Regions from separate parts of the Mus musculus genome. Here all the other regions are linked to region 3. Evidence: chromatin contacts called from public promoter capture Hi-C data. All regions are on one chromosome and are shown on one strand. The core of a region is the stretch at or near the end of the contact, and the rest is flanking DNA. Distances in the headings are between cores, read along the strand shown.

Evidence for each region. Promoter capture Hi-C pulls out the DNA fragments that hold promoters and counts their contacts.
Region 1: a contact with region 3 is called in a promoter capture Hi-C map of embryonic stem cells. The contact joins the promoter of Snx10 here to the enhancer-like site in region 3. A contact is called at or near these places in 10 of 39 promoter capture datasets (the 3T3-L1 cell line, 3T3-L1-derived adipocytes, the HPC-7 cell line and 7 more), 3 of 484 Hi-C or Micro-C datasets (embryonic stem cells and erythroid progenitors), 3 of 115 datasets of contacts at active chromatin or transcription factors (bone marrow-derived macrophages, embryonic stem cells and neural tube) and 1 of 9 other capture datasets (pancreatic islet).
Region 2: a contact with region 3 is called in a promoter capture Hi-C map of the HPC-7 cell line. The contact joins two enhancer-like sites. A contact is called at or near these places in 7 of 39 promoter capture datasets (the 3T3-L1 cell line, the HPC-7 cell line, hippocampal neurons and 3 more), 18 of 484 Hi-C or Micro-C datasets (the 3T3-L1 cell line, 3T3-L1-derived adipocytes, the Ba/F3 cell line and 13 more), 13 of 115 datasets of contacts at active chromatin or transcription factors (bone marrow-derived macrophages, craniofacial prominence, embryonic basal ganglia and 10 more) and 3 of 9 other capture datasets (adipose tissue, embryonic stem cells and liver).
Region 4: a contact with region 3 is called in a promoter capture Hi-C map of the HPC-7 cell line. The contact joins two enhancer-like sites. A contact is called at or near these places in 10 of 39 promoter capture datasets (the 3T3-L1 cell line, 3T3-L1-derived adipocytes, the C10 cell line and 5 more), 1 of 15 datasets of contacts at CTCF or cohesin (the NIH/3T3 cell line), 35 of 484 Hi-C or Micro-C datasets (2-cell-like embryonic stem cells, the C10 cell line, CD4 single positive thymocytes and 26 more), 17 of 115 datasets of contacts at active chromatin or transcription factors (the HPC-7 cell line, acute myeloid leukemia, cardiomyocytes and 12 more) and 4 of 9 other capture datasets (adipose tissue, embryonic trunk, liver and 1 more).

What each region holds. Positions count from the first base shown.
Region 1 is chr6:51,522,599-51,525,298 of GRCm38.p6, forward strand. Snx10 (sorting nexin 10) reads left to right here and starts at 1,305. Exons shown (of 7, transcript NM_001127349.1): 1 at 1,305-1,436.
Region 2 is chr6:51,382,791-51,385,490 of GRCm38.p6, forward strand. All of the region lies in intron 1 of Gm6559 (predicted gene 6559), which reads left to right. Among named protein-coding and RNA genes, the nearest start is that of Gm6559, 4.4 kb to the left of the region's middle. Within about 2 kb of position 1,396, at least 50 of the 459 cell types and tissues checked have an H3K27ac peak or open chromatin away from gene starts, as enhancers often do. A contact at or near this core is called in the Ba/F3 cell line, the HPC-7 cell line and bone marrow-derived macrophages, where this site is marked.
Region 3 is chr6:51,879,952-51,882,651 of GRCm38.p6, forward strand. The region is part of intron 9 of Skap2 (src family associated phosphoprotein 2); the gene reads right to left. Among named protein-coding and RNA genes, the nearest start is that of Skap2, 130 kb to the right of the region's middle. Within about 2 kb of position 1,415, at least 92 of the 459 cell types and tissues checked have an H3K27ac peak or open chromatin away from gene starts, as enhancers often do. A contact at or near this core is called in the Ba/F3 cell line, the HPC-7 cell line, bone marrow-derived macrophages and 3 more, where this site is marked.
Region 4 is chr6:51,588,033-51,590,732 of GRCm38.p6, forward strand. It overlaps Snx10 (sorting nexin 10), which reads left to right. Exons shown (of 7, transcript NM_001127349.1): 6 at 184-396; 7 at 849-2,638. The coding sequence ends at 930. Among named protein-coding and RNA genes, the nearest start is that of Snx10, 65 kb to the left of the region's middle. Within about 2 kb of position 1,314, at least 6 of the 459 cell types and tissues checked have an H3K27ac peak or open chromatin away from gene starts, as enhancers often do. A contact at or near this core is called in the HPC-7 cell line and bone marrow-derived macrophages, where this site is marked.

The DNA of each region.
Region 1 (2,700 bases), core at 55-2,554, 360 kb before region 3:
CCAGCACTTGGGAGGCAGAGGCAGGCGGATCTCTGTGAGTTCGAAACCATCCTGGTCTACATAGAGTTCCAGGACAGCTATATATATTAAGACCATGTCTTAAATAAACACAAAACCAAACAAACAAAAACAAAATATAACAAATTCTATTGTCCTCCAATACTGTATACTAACATATTGTAGTTTAAAACCAGCTATTGAGTACTTAAAGTATAAAGTAAATGACTATTCCATTAGGGTGAATTTTTGTAGACATTACTTGAACATAGGTTTGAAATGTGCCCAGATTGCTTAAAACAATACATTAAGATCCTAGGCTTAAGCTGTATAAATATCACATATTCAATTCTCAATCTCCAGGGCTAAATGCTCTCATAGTAAAGTTTTTGTACTTTTTTTTTTTTTGGTTTTTCAAGACAGGGTTTCTCTGTGTATTCTTGGCTGTCCTGGAACTCACTTTGTAGACCAGGCTGGCCTTAAACTCAAAAATCTGTGAGTTCCAAGACAGCCAGGGGTATAAGGAGAAACGCTGTCTCGAAAAACAAACAAACATACAAAAAGCAAAACAAACGATGGTTGCATGTATTATAGTTTGGGTGCAATTTTAGGTCATTAAATACCAATGATGCAAAAAAAAAAAAAAAAAAAAAACAATGATGCAGCACTCAGAGATACGAGTCTAAGATAAGACATTGCATTTTGGCAAGTTTTGTTCAGGAGGTCAGTGTAGCTATGGAATATAGTCATGGACAACTTTTCTAGGAGGATGCTGGATGGTCCAAGATTCGCTGAGTCTTTCTTTTTTGTCCTTAGATTTATTTATTTTATTTTATGACTGTTTTGGCTTCCTGGATGTATGTGCACCACGTGAGTGCTAGGGCAGAAGAGGGTGGTGACTGGAGTTAAAGGCAGTTGTGAGCTACTGTATGGATGCTGGGAGCCAGGTCCTTTGCAAGGGCAAAAAGTGCTCTCAGCCTTGAGCCATGCACACAGGTGGGTGAGAGCCAGCTCAGATGATCTATAGGAACCGGACATATCTTTGGCAGACTCTCATAGCTTTCTCCTCATCGTACATGAAAACACATTTTTTAAAAAGTTACGGAGATATTAAAAATATTGTTATAGCAAACAGTATATGCCCTCCATCGAGATCCTGCTAACATCTAGTCATGCTTGTTTGTTATTGGCTTCTCTCATCTTGATTCCTCACTGCTGGGTAGGGAGAAAGACCCGCTAGCTAGGTGGCCTTTCCTACGTTAAGGCTGGCAGTGGCGGGTGGGGGTGGGGGGCGGCGGCGGGCGCGCAGGGCGGGGCGGGGCGCTGCGTGCGCTGGACGCGGGGCTGCGCTCCTCGGGTTCGCTCTTAGGCGCTCGTCGCCGCCGCGCCTTGAGTCAGCAAACTCCGCCGTGCTCCGGGCCGGGCGTTCAGAACCGCGTGTGAGTAAACTGAGCCTTAGGGAGGGAGTCGGGTGGCGGGCGCCGCGCCTGCCCCGGCACCTGCTCAGCTCGGCTGGGGACGCCGGGGCTGCTGGAGCGAGCAGGTTCTCTCCCCGACCCCCACTTCTTTCCGAATACAAGGCCAGGCACCTTTGAGTTTAGAGGCTGGGAGGGCCAGGGGAGGTTTTTTTTTTTTTTTTTTCTCTTTCATGGGATTGTGGGATTGATGGAAAAGGCCGCGGAGGAAACCCACGCTGATGAGCTGATGATCGGGTTTGCTGAGATTGGGAAGCAACAGCCTGTTTTATCGGTTCTGGACACATCACACTCCTTTGCTAAAATTACAAGTATTGTTAAGGGGATGGTCACGGGATGTCTGCTTCCGCAAAGCACAGGCGCGTGGAGAGCGATGGATCAGAAATTGAGAACACTGATCTCAATTTTCGTGATCTCCATCAACCCTTTTAGTTTGCGACAGGGGAAACCAAGGTCTGCAAGGGTGGAGCAGCATGCACCCGGTGGGAGGGGTGTGTGAAAATCCCTCTCGTCCGGGGAGTGGGCTTGTGGGAGTGGCCGGAAGTGGGCTGGGGGTATTATGGAACTCCTTCAACCAGTGGCCAATCGGGGGGGGGGGGGGAGGGGGGCTTTTCTGGAGGAGGAGAAGGAGGAGGTTAAGTATCCTGGCAACAATCAAGCGTGACTTCGCTTGATTCCTGTCGCTAAGGCAAGGATACAACGGGACAGTCATTCGGGTTGCACCCAACCTCTCCGTGTCTTCCTCCCTTCTGATCCTGGGAATAGGCCCATGGTCTTGAGCATGTCATTAGCAAGCATTTTACCACTGCGCTGCACCCCAGCTCCCGTTTATTTTTAAAGGAGTGGTTGACTGACAGACTGTTTTGAATAGCGATATAAGTGTAGATATATTTAGAAGTGACTGTGTGGAGATGTTCAAGACCTCATTAGCAGTTTCCTCAAGTTATCCAGACCATCCATCCCGGGTTCTGTCAGTGCATTCTTAGCTACAGACACGGGCCTGACTGGCACTGCCCTAAAGAAGGTGTGCCCATGGTGGTGGTGGGGTGGGGTTGCAGCCTTCTGGCCTGCGTGCTTCTTTCTCCACTGCTCTGAACTGTTACCCACTTCCTTTACTTCACTGATGGGAAGACCTTCCGAGTTTGGGGTCTTGAAATAAGCGCCATCATGCTTTCTGTGTTAAAGTGTTTCCTTTGCCACACAGTCCTCATTTCTCTCTCTCTCTTAG
Region 2 (2,700 bases), core at 146-2,645, 500 kb before region 3:
TCAGCATAGCTCAAGCTATGATTCAAGAGACTGGTGATTTGTCATGCTCAAAGCCTTGGTCTGCAATTCCAGCACCACGAGAAAAGGCACGCAGGTATCCAATCCCCACGCTCCGGAAGTGGAGGCAGGAGGAGCAGAAGTTCAAGGTCGGGGGGTGGGAAAGTGGGTGCTCCGTGGGTAAAGTGTCTGCCAGGGAGGAATTGAATCCAAACCCCAGAAGCCACCTGAAGCTCAGAGCAGTAGCACTCATCTGTGGCAGGAGGGGAAGCCAAGAATCAATCAGCCAGTCCAGCTCACCCAACAGAAGCCAGCAAAGAGACCCTCTGTGGAACAAGAAGAATGTAAGGACCAGCATCAATTTCCATCTGTCCTTCAACCTCCACTTGCTGTAAGCATGCTCTCTCTCTCTCTCTCTCTCTCTCTCTCCCTCTCTCTCTCTGTTTCTCTCGCTTGTGCTCTCTCTCTCTCTCTCTCTCTCTCTCTCTCATACACACACACACACACACACACACACACACACACACACACACACACAGAGTTCAAGGTTATCCTTGGCAATGCAGCAGAGGAATCACCTGGGTGCTTATCACGCATCCAGGTTCCTGAGTCCTAACTCCAGAAATTCTGATTCAATTGGGGAAGGGAAAAGAGGGTGGCAGAGTTCACAACCCAACCCGACTTGGAAACCACTTGGGAGAGGGAGTGTTTCATACCCACCATAGCAGGAGCTCAGGAGGTTTCCCTCTGTCAGCAAGCTTGAGTAACAAAAACACATGAGGCTGGGAACGTGCTAGGGACATATCAGGTAAGATTAGGATTTAAATATATCCTGGGCCTCTCCTTAAGGATCATATATGTAAGTCACAGTGTGTGTGCATATATAGAACGTGCAGGTGTAATTTAATTAAAGGCAGGGCAATCAAAGAGAAAGATTCGCACGTTCTTCCTTCCTAGGCCACTTAAGGAGTGAGGTTGCAACGAAAGTCTCTCTTTTTTTCTAAGACATTATGAAAGGGGGTTAGTGTGAACAGGGTCAGGGATCGGTAGAGACATTTTCCCTACAGAGTGGAAGGAGAGAAGCTGGCAGTCACAGAGAAGCTGGTGAAGCTCCAGGTCAGGACAAGCAGCTCACACATGCCCGCCCACCTGCTGTGAACCAGACCTGAGAGAGCACCAGCACCTGCCTGGCTACCGTGTGCCTAATCCCAGAGTTGACTCGAACAAATAACATTCATAGTCTATGATTAGACAACAGCTTTTCCAAATAGAAGCCAGTACACAGTGAGACAGGAAAAAAAAAAAAAAAAAAAAAACCCTCAGCAATCTGTCTGAAAAGTAATTCTGCGATCGATCAGCAGGTGTCGCTGTTTTGCCTACGTGAACAGGGCTCTTTGTTCTTGGCCAAGTTGCTCCGACGCTCCGCGTGCAGTTAAAGACGACCAACCCGCTCTCAAGCTTGTCCCCGAGGGACTTTAATTTGGTCCGAGACAAAGAAATTCCTTCCTCAATTTTTTAAGTGGAGAAATATAGTGAAATTATGCCCGTATTCCCTAAAAAAAAAAAAAAAAAAAAACTGTATTGACATGTCATATTGTAATTTCCAGGGAACCATATAAAACCAAGCTCACACTGGTAGCTGCAGGGGCTGAGATGAGGAAGTTGAGTTTTCGTTTTATAAGATAAAAAGAGTTGGCTCCAGCCGCATATGTAGCAGAGGATGGCCTTGTCGGTCATCAATAGGAGGAGAAGCCGTTGGTCCTGTGAAGGTTCTATGCCCCAATACAAGGGAATGCCAGGGCCAGGAAGCGGGAGGGGGTGGGCTGGTGAGCAGGGAGACGGGGGAGGGGATAGCAGGTTCTCAGAGGGGAAACCAGGAATGGGAATAACATTTGAAACGTAAATAAAGAATATATCTAGTAAAAAGATCAGGAAAAAAATATAAAAAGAGTTATTGGTATTGAACGTGGGGTGCCTTTAACACCACTAAACTGTGCACTAAAATGGTTAAAATGATAAATTTTATGGTATCTGCATTTTAAAGAGTTGGTTGTGAGAGCCTAGCTTTTGGGTTTGTTTGTGTTTGGTTTTGGTTTTGTTTGTTTGTTTGTTTTTTTTTTTCAAGACAGGGTTTCTCTGTGTAGCCCTGGCTATCCTGGAACTCACTCTGTAGACCAGGCTGGCCTCGAACTCAGAAATTTGCCTGCCTCTGCCTCCCGAGTGCTGGGATTAAAGGGGTACGCCACCACGCCCGGCTGAGAGCCTAGCTTTTAATGGCTATACCATCTCTCTAGTCCATGTTATGTATTTTTTATCACAATAAAACATTCGAATAAAATGAACAGAACAGAACAAAGCAAAACCAACGCTAAGCCTATCTCTAACCCTCCTTGTAAGTCACGTTCATGAATTGGCAACATGAGCCTAGAAAGCAGATGAATTCCAGAGATGAAGTCTGCCATCTGGTGCACAGGATGAATGGACCCCTTCTGTGAAGAACTCAGAAAGCCCGTCCTGAGCAGAGGTCAAACGTCTCCTTCTGGAAGTCCTAGGGGTGGGAAAGATACCGAAGACAGCATTTAAGCTTGTGATGGACTGAGCTTACATTTAAAGAACCCACTGTGTGAAACAGAGATCCTGGCCTTTCCCGTCATATCTGCTCCTCTAGAACTCCAAACTTAAAAATCCAGAAAAGAGTCAGTA
Region 3 (2,700 bases), core at 165-2,664:
CTTTAAGAGCACAAAACACCCAAGATTCATATTCCTTTGTTAATAACCAAACAACATCCTCACCAAGGCTTACGTTGACCTGATACAATATAAGATATACCCTACTGTGTTGCACATTTGTTTTAAATGTACAGAGAAACTTGTCTGGAGCAATCTTAAATCCAGGACAGCCCTTAGACCTAGTAAAGTAACAGCCAACTTTATACAGATATGCTATATTATACTGAATAGCAGGAGTACTACAATACATGGTTCCTAAAACATCAAGACAGCACAGAAAACAGCGTCTGACATAAAATGCAGATGACCTGTAAGTCATCAAACCCCAGCCATGCTCGCTGGTTTCCTCACTTAGTCCTCTCACAAGAGGCTGCTAGATAGTCCTAACACTTAAAGGTCATTTCCCCAAATTCTACTGTGGATCTCCTATGTGTCACATATCGCAGAAGGAAAGGCTTTATAGATGAATGATTATAAATCCTCATTCTATAGATAAGTAAATTGAGATGCATAGGTGGCAAACTTCCAAAGCATGCGATTTAAAGTTGAGGCTGTGGGTATGAACCCATGTTCTTTATCCTCTCCGCAGTCAGTGCTTTGCTCAGACTTTGCTCCCACACACTCTAAGCACATCCCCTTCCCAGGATAGGGAATAAAATAGCAAGAAATTGTTTTAAACTATGTCATTCTTTTCTACTAAAAGCAGATGTATTACACTATCACTTTCCCTACTTAAGGATTTATACAAAACTGAAAAATATTTAATGTAGGATATAAAAACAAATGGCATACCAAAGAAAAACTAAAAGAAAAAATATACTAGCTCAAGAATAATCTCCAATGTGTATGTAAGATACACATAGGTAGCTAGTATGGCTAAGAAATCAATCAACCAGTCAACCAGTCTCCATTGAGGATCACCCACGTGTGAGGGGGAGGACTTGCCAAGGAGGCAAAGGGAACAGGGAGGTTCTGCCCTGAGGAAGCTGGCAGCCTGCTGGGGCGGAGACCTGAGGGCAAGGAGTTAACAAGGGACACCTCTGATGGGTGGGGCAAAGCACTCAAGTAGTGCAGAGGGAGAACCTGGGATCCCATGGAAGACCTGTAGGACGCAAAGCAGCGCTTTCCAGATCCCAGCTTAAAGTACAGGCACAGCCACGTTCACTGGACAAAGTAGCACGCCATTCTAGCAATGTGAGAAATGGAGGCCAGTTTAAGTCCCATAAACATCGTGTTATAGCTGCAGACTCCAGTCTGGTGGGCAGTAAGAGCCTTACAAGGTTTCTGAGCAGACAGGGCAGGACTGAAATTGCTTTAGAAATGGTCATTAGATCCCATTGTCTCAGCCGGCCTGGATAAGGGGCGTGGAGAGTCTAGATAAAGAGGAAGGAAGTCCTGAACTGCAGGGGCAAAGGAAACAGGAAGGAGATGGCGTGAGAGGTGCAGGAACCAGAGTCGATAAGCATGTGCCTGCCTTCCTAGACGTTTTAAGACTCAGGTTTTGAGACTAGTGGACAAATGGACATATCATCACTGAGAGGCTGGCCCAGATAATCTGTGTTGTTGGGGGAACACAGACTTGTTTTTGCAAGTGGACAGGGTTAATATCAGAGAAAAGGGCAACTGTAACATATTAGAAAAGTGTCCTGTATGTTTTAACCGGCAATTAATCAACACCAGGATTTGAAGTAAGCTTCAGGGTTCCTGTGCTTAGAAGTCAAATGTAAGTGGTTTGAGTTTATATAATTCAACTCCGACAAAATAATAAAAGCTTCAAAATAAGGAGCAGCTGGAACAATTTGTCCTCATGCACATTGCCGAGTTAACCTCAGTAATTTAATACGGGATAGTTTTTAACAACCGTCATCTCACTTTGGCCAAATCTCAAGGACTACTTATCACAAGCGGGTTGTTTATGGGGAATTCTCCCATAAACTCTAAAGGAGAATTTATAGTTAATCCCACCTACGCTGTTTTCACAGACACAGCATTTACTCTTTAAGGAGAAGACAGAGCTTGCCTTGCCTTGCTCTCTCTTTCTCTGCACCCACTCTCTCCAGCCTGTTCAGATACTAAATCCAGTATTAGGGGGTGAAAACCATGGGGTGCTTGTCCTTACCATAGGAAAGCCACATCTAGGTACTAAGTGCTAGTTTTGGCTTTTAAGAAAAAAATTGGGATTTAGAGTCACCATCTAATGTTAGCACCAAAATTTTATAAAAAATAATTGTAATAACTAAATGGAAAATGTTCTTGGCAAAGTTAACAATAAATTTTGAAGAATTTATTACCACAGGTTTATTTTTAGTTCATTAAAATGTGTCTATGGTATATGCTAAGGATTGTACTGGTGTGGGAAAACTTTGCCTCTATGAAATGTATTATTAGATCATCAGAAAAATGACAAAATGTTGGAGCACCAATCTTCACGGCAAAGCATGCAAACCAAAGCCTTTGTGAGGTGGCCTCGTAACAGTGTGGAGCGTGGCTGCCTCTGCGGCGCTGTCTGTCTGCATTTCAAAACTATACTGACATTTTAGGTGAAAACCTTACGCAACCCATCCGTCAAGTGTCCAAGTAACAGTTCATTCTTCTCGGCCTAACAATACAAACAGCGTCCGCAGAAGAGACAAACCCAAGTTGTGTTTGTTTTTAATTTTAGAGGCTAATATTCACACTGAGCCTTGACTAGAGCCCAGC
Region 4 (2,700 bases), core at 64-2,563, 290 kb before region 3:
AAAGTTAACATGTGATTTCATGCCGTTAGCGGGCAGAGCCCAGCATCGGGGCGAAGTTCCCTAAAGAGATCAGTAGTACAGTTTGTAAGGGCTGCCTGCCTTCTACTGATCTCGGCCCATGCCTGATCACCAGTTATTTTTCCTTTTCTTTTTTTTCCTTTTTTTTTTTTTTTTTTTGCACAGAGTCCTGCAGAATGCACTCTTGCTTTCCGATAGCAGCCTCCACCTCTTCCTGCAGAGCCATCTGAACTCCGAGGACATTGAAGCATGTGTTTCTGGGCAGACCAAGTACTCGGTGGAAGAAGCCATTCACAAGTTTGCTTTAATGAATAGACGGTTTCCCGAAGAAGAAGAAGAAGGGAAGAAAGACGCCGACGTAGAGTATGATTCAGAAAGGTATTCCTTTTCGCTCTGATTTAGCAGGCACATTTATATAACACATAATGTCCGTGTGCGGGCACATATATATACAGACACATTTTGCTTTTTGTTGATGTAATAGTAAGATAATGAAAAAATTAATTGACTGAGATTTTATTGAGCTGTGACAGCTCATCATAGTGGTCTTCACACACACCTCCACACTGAATTAATGAATGCAGCAGAAATTCAATTATCTGCATTCTGATTATGTGACTTTCATTTAGTCAGACTTGAATTATTCGCGTTTAAATTATCTAGCTAAAAAAATATCCAACTGCACTCCAAATGGCTAATTAAAAGTCCAAATTTCCTGTCTCTCTTTGTGACTGGAGATAATTAAAGTTCCCCTCTGTTACTCAGGCTTTGAGTGTGTTGTGAAAACCAATTTCCTCTTTTTATTATTTTCCCCCTCTCTTCTTTTCCAGTTCATCCTCTGGGCTTGGACACAGTAGTGATGACAGCAGTTCTCATGGATGTAAAACGAGCCCAGCTCTGCAGGAGTCCTGAGAAGGAATTCTGGGGCTACCACCTTAGGAACGAAATTGTGCCCAGCCAGAAAGAATGCTGGCTCATAATAGATTCTTACCCAATGCCACTGTCAGTATCCCAGGTAGTGAAATTCTTAAAGTGGTGGGGTATTAGTACTAGTAGTTTTATGTTGTCTAATTCTAGCCAAGCTTCTGTGTGAAGCTATAAGGTCTGTGAATGCCATACGGCCCTTTATTGCCATCCTATACTTGTAAATACGATCCTGCTCTCAAGTGAAATGAGTTATATGAGATATATATATATATATTTGGTCTTAACTGGATTTTAAAGAGTTTGGCGTATTAGTAGCATTTAAAGCCAGATAGGGCACCCTTGCTGTGTCAATGAGGAAGTTACTGTAAACACAGTGTTCGACTGAAGCTAGAGTGCAGAGTCGCAGCACTGCTGACTGCCTGCCTCTCTGACATGTGGCTCTTGTTTCGTGGGGACTTTTCCTCTGGAAAATACTTTGCCTTCAGGTATTTGATTGAAATATTTAAGAGTATTTAAGCTTTCCAGTATCCTGTATCATGTGTAAATGGAAAATATGTCTTACAAATAGAGATGCACTAAAACAACAAAAACAACAACAAAACAAACGTTTACATCCTAGGAGGGAAAAAAAACAAAAGTCTTTGTAATTTTGCTTAAATTTGCCAGACACAGATTTAGAAATACATTCTCACTGTCCAAAATCAGCTTAAACACTGGCTCTGGCGATGAGTCATTGTGCAATTAGAATCATATCTTATGATTTATTTTCTGTCATTAAAAAAATGTACATTAAAAAAAAAAGTCACCAGGTAGCTTCCATGAGGAATAGCTCCTCACGGTTCATTTTTTCAGTTAGAAGAAGGTTTTTATGAGTTAATTTTACCCATAAATATTTCAGTAATTTTGGAGTGGAAGTTGGGTTGCTAACATCAGAGCTCATGTTCATGTTTTAGAAGCCCTTTCTTTCTAGGTGTCTCTCAAAAGACTGGCTTAATTGGAATAAAATAGCTTTTTTTTTTTAAGTGTCCCAAAGATAAGATATCTTGGGGTCCACCATGAGCTTCCAGTTTCAGCCGAGGCAGCAGTTTTCCTGGGATAATTAGCCAAGGGTTCCCCAGAGTCTTCCTAGGTATCTCTGGGAACCAGCAGAAGGAATTTTCACCTAAGAGGGATAACTTGTTGCTTCCAATGAATGGCTCCCACTCTCGTGGGTGCAAAAGCGGCAGCAAAAAGCAGCCATTTACTTGGGTACTTAAGAGTTATTGTATTAATAAAAAGTTATTGACTTGTCCTTTGAGAGCCTTCTTACAGAGAATTGGTTAAAAAAACCAAACATTCAATTTGGAATAAGAATGATTTTTTAAAGTTCTGTCTGAAACATTATCAAACTTGTGTAAATATTTTGATTTATGTCTTAGATCCTGTTAACCGTGTCCTCTAATTGTCTTTATTTTAATGCCAAAAGGAAGTGATTATGCAGCTGTGTGTAGAGTTTCAGAGCAAGTTCCTCAGCAGTGTAGATGAATTCACATCATTTATGTTTTAACGGCGTTTTTTTGGAAAGCATAAATTGTGACATCAGTTATCATGCTACTTCTTGGTGACATAATATAACCTTTGAAGTTAATATGAAGTGATGTTTGCTCCATAAACTCCACAGTCACTGTTTTCACATTAAACATGAAAGCAAAGCAAAACAAAACTTTGTTCGATTTCTTACTTTACATAGGAGAATATATTTCCTCTAACTCAGAC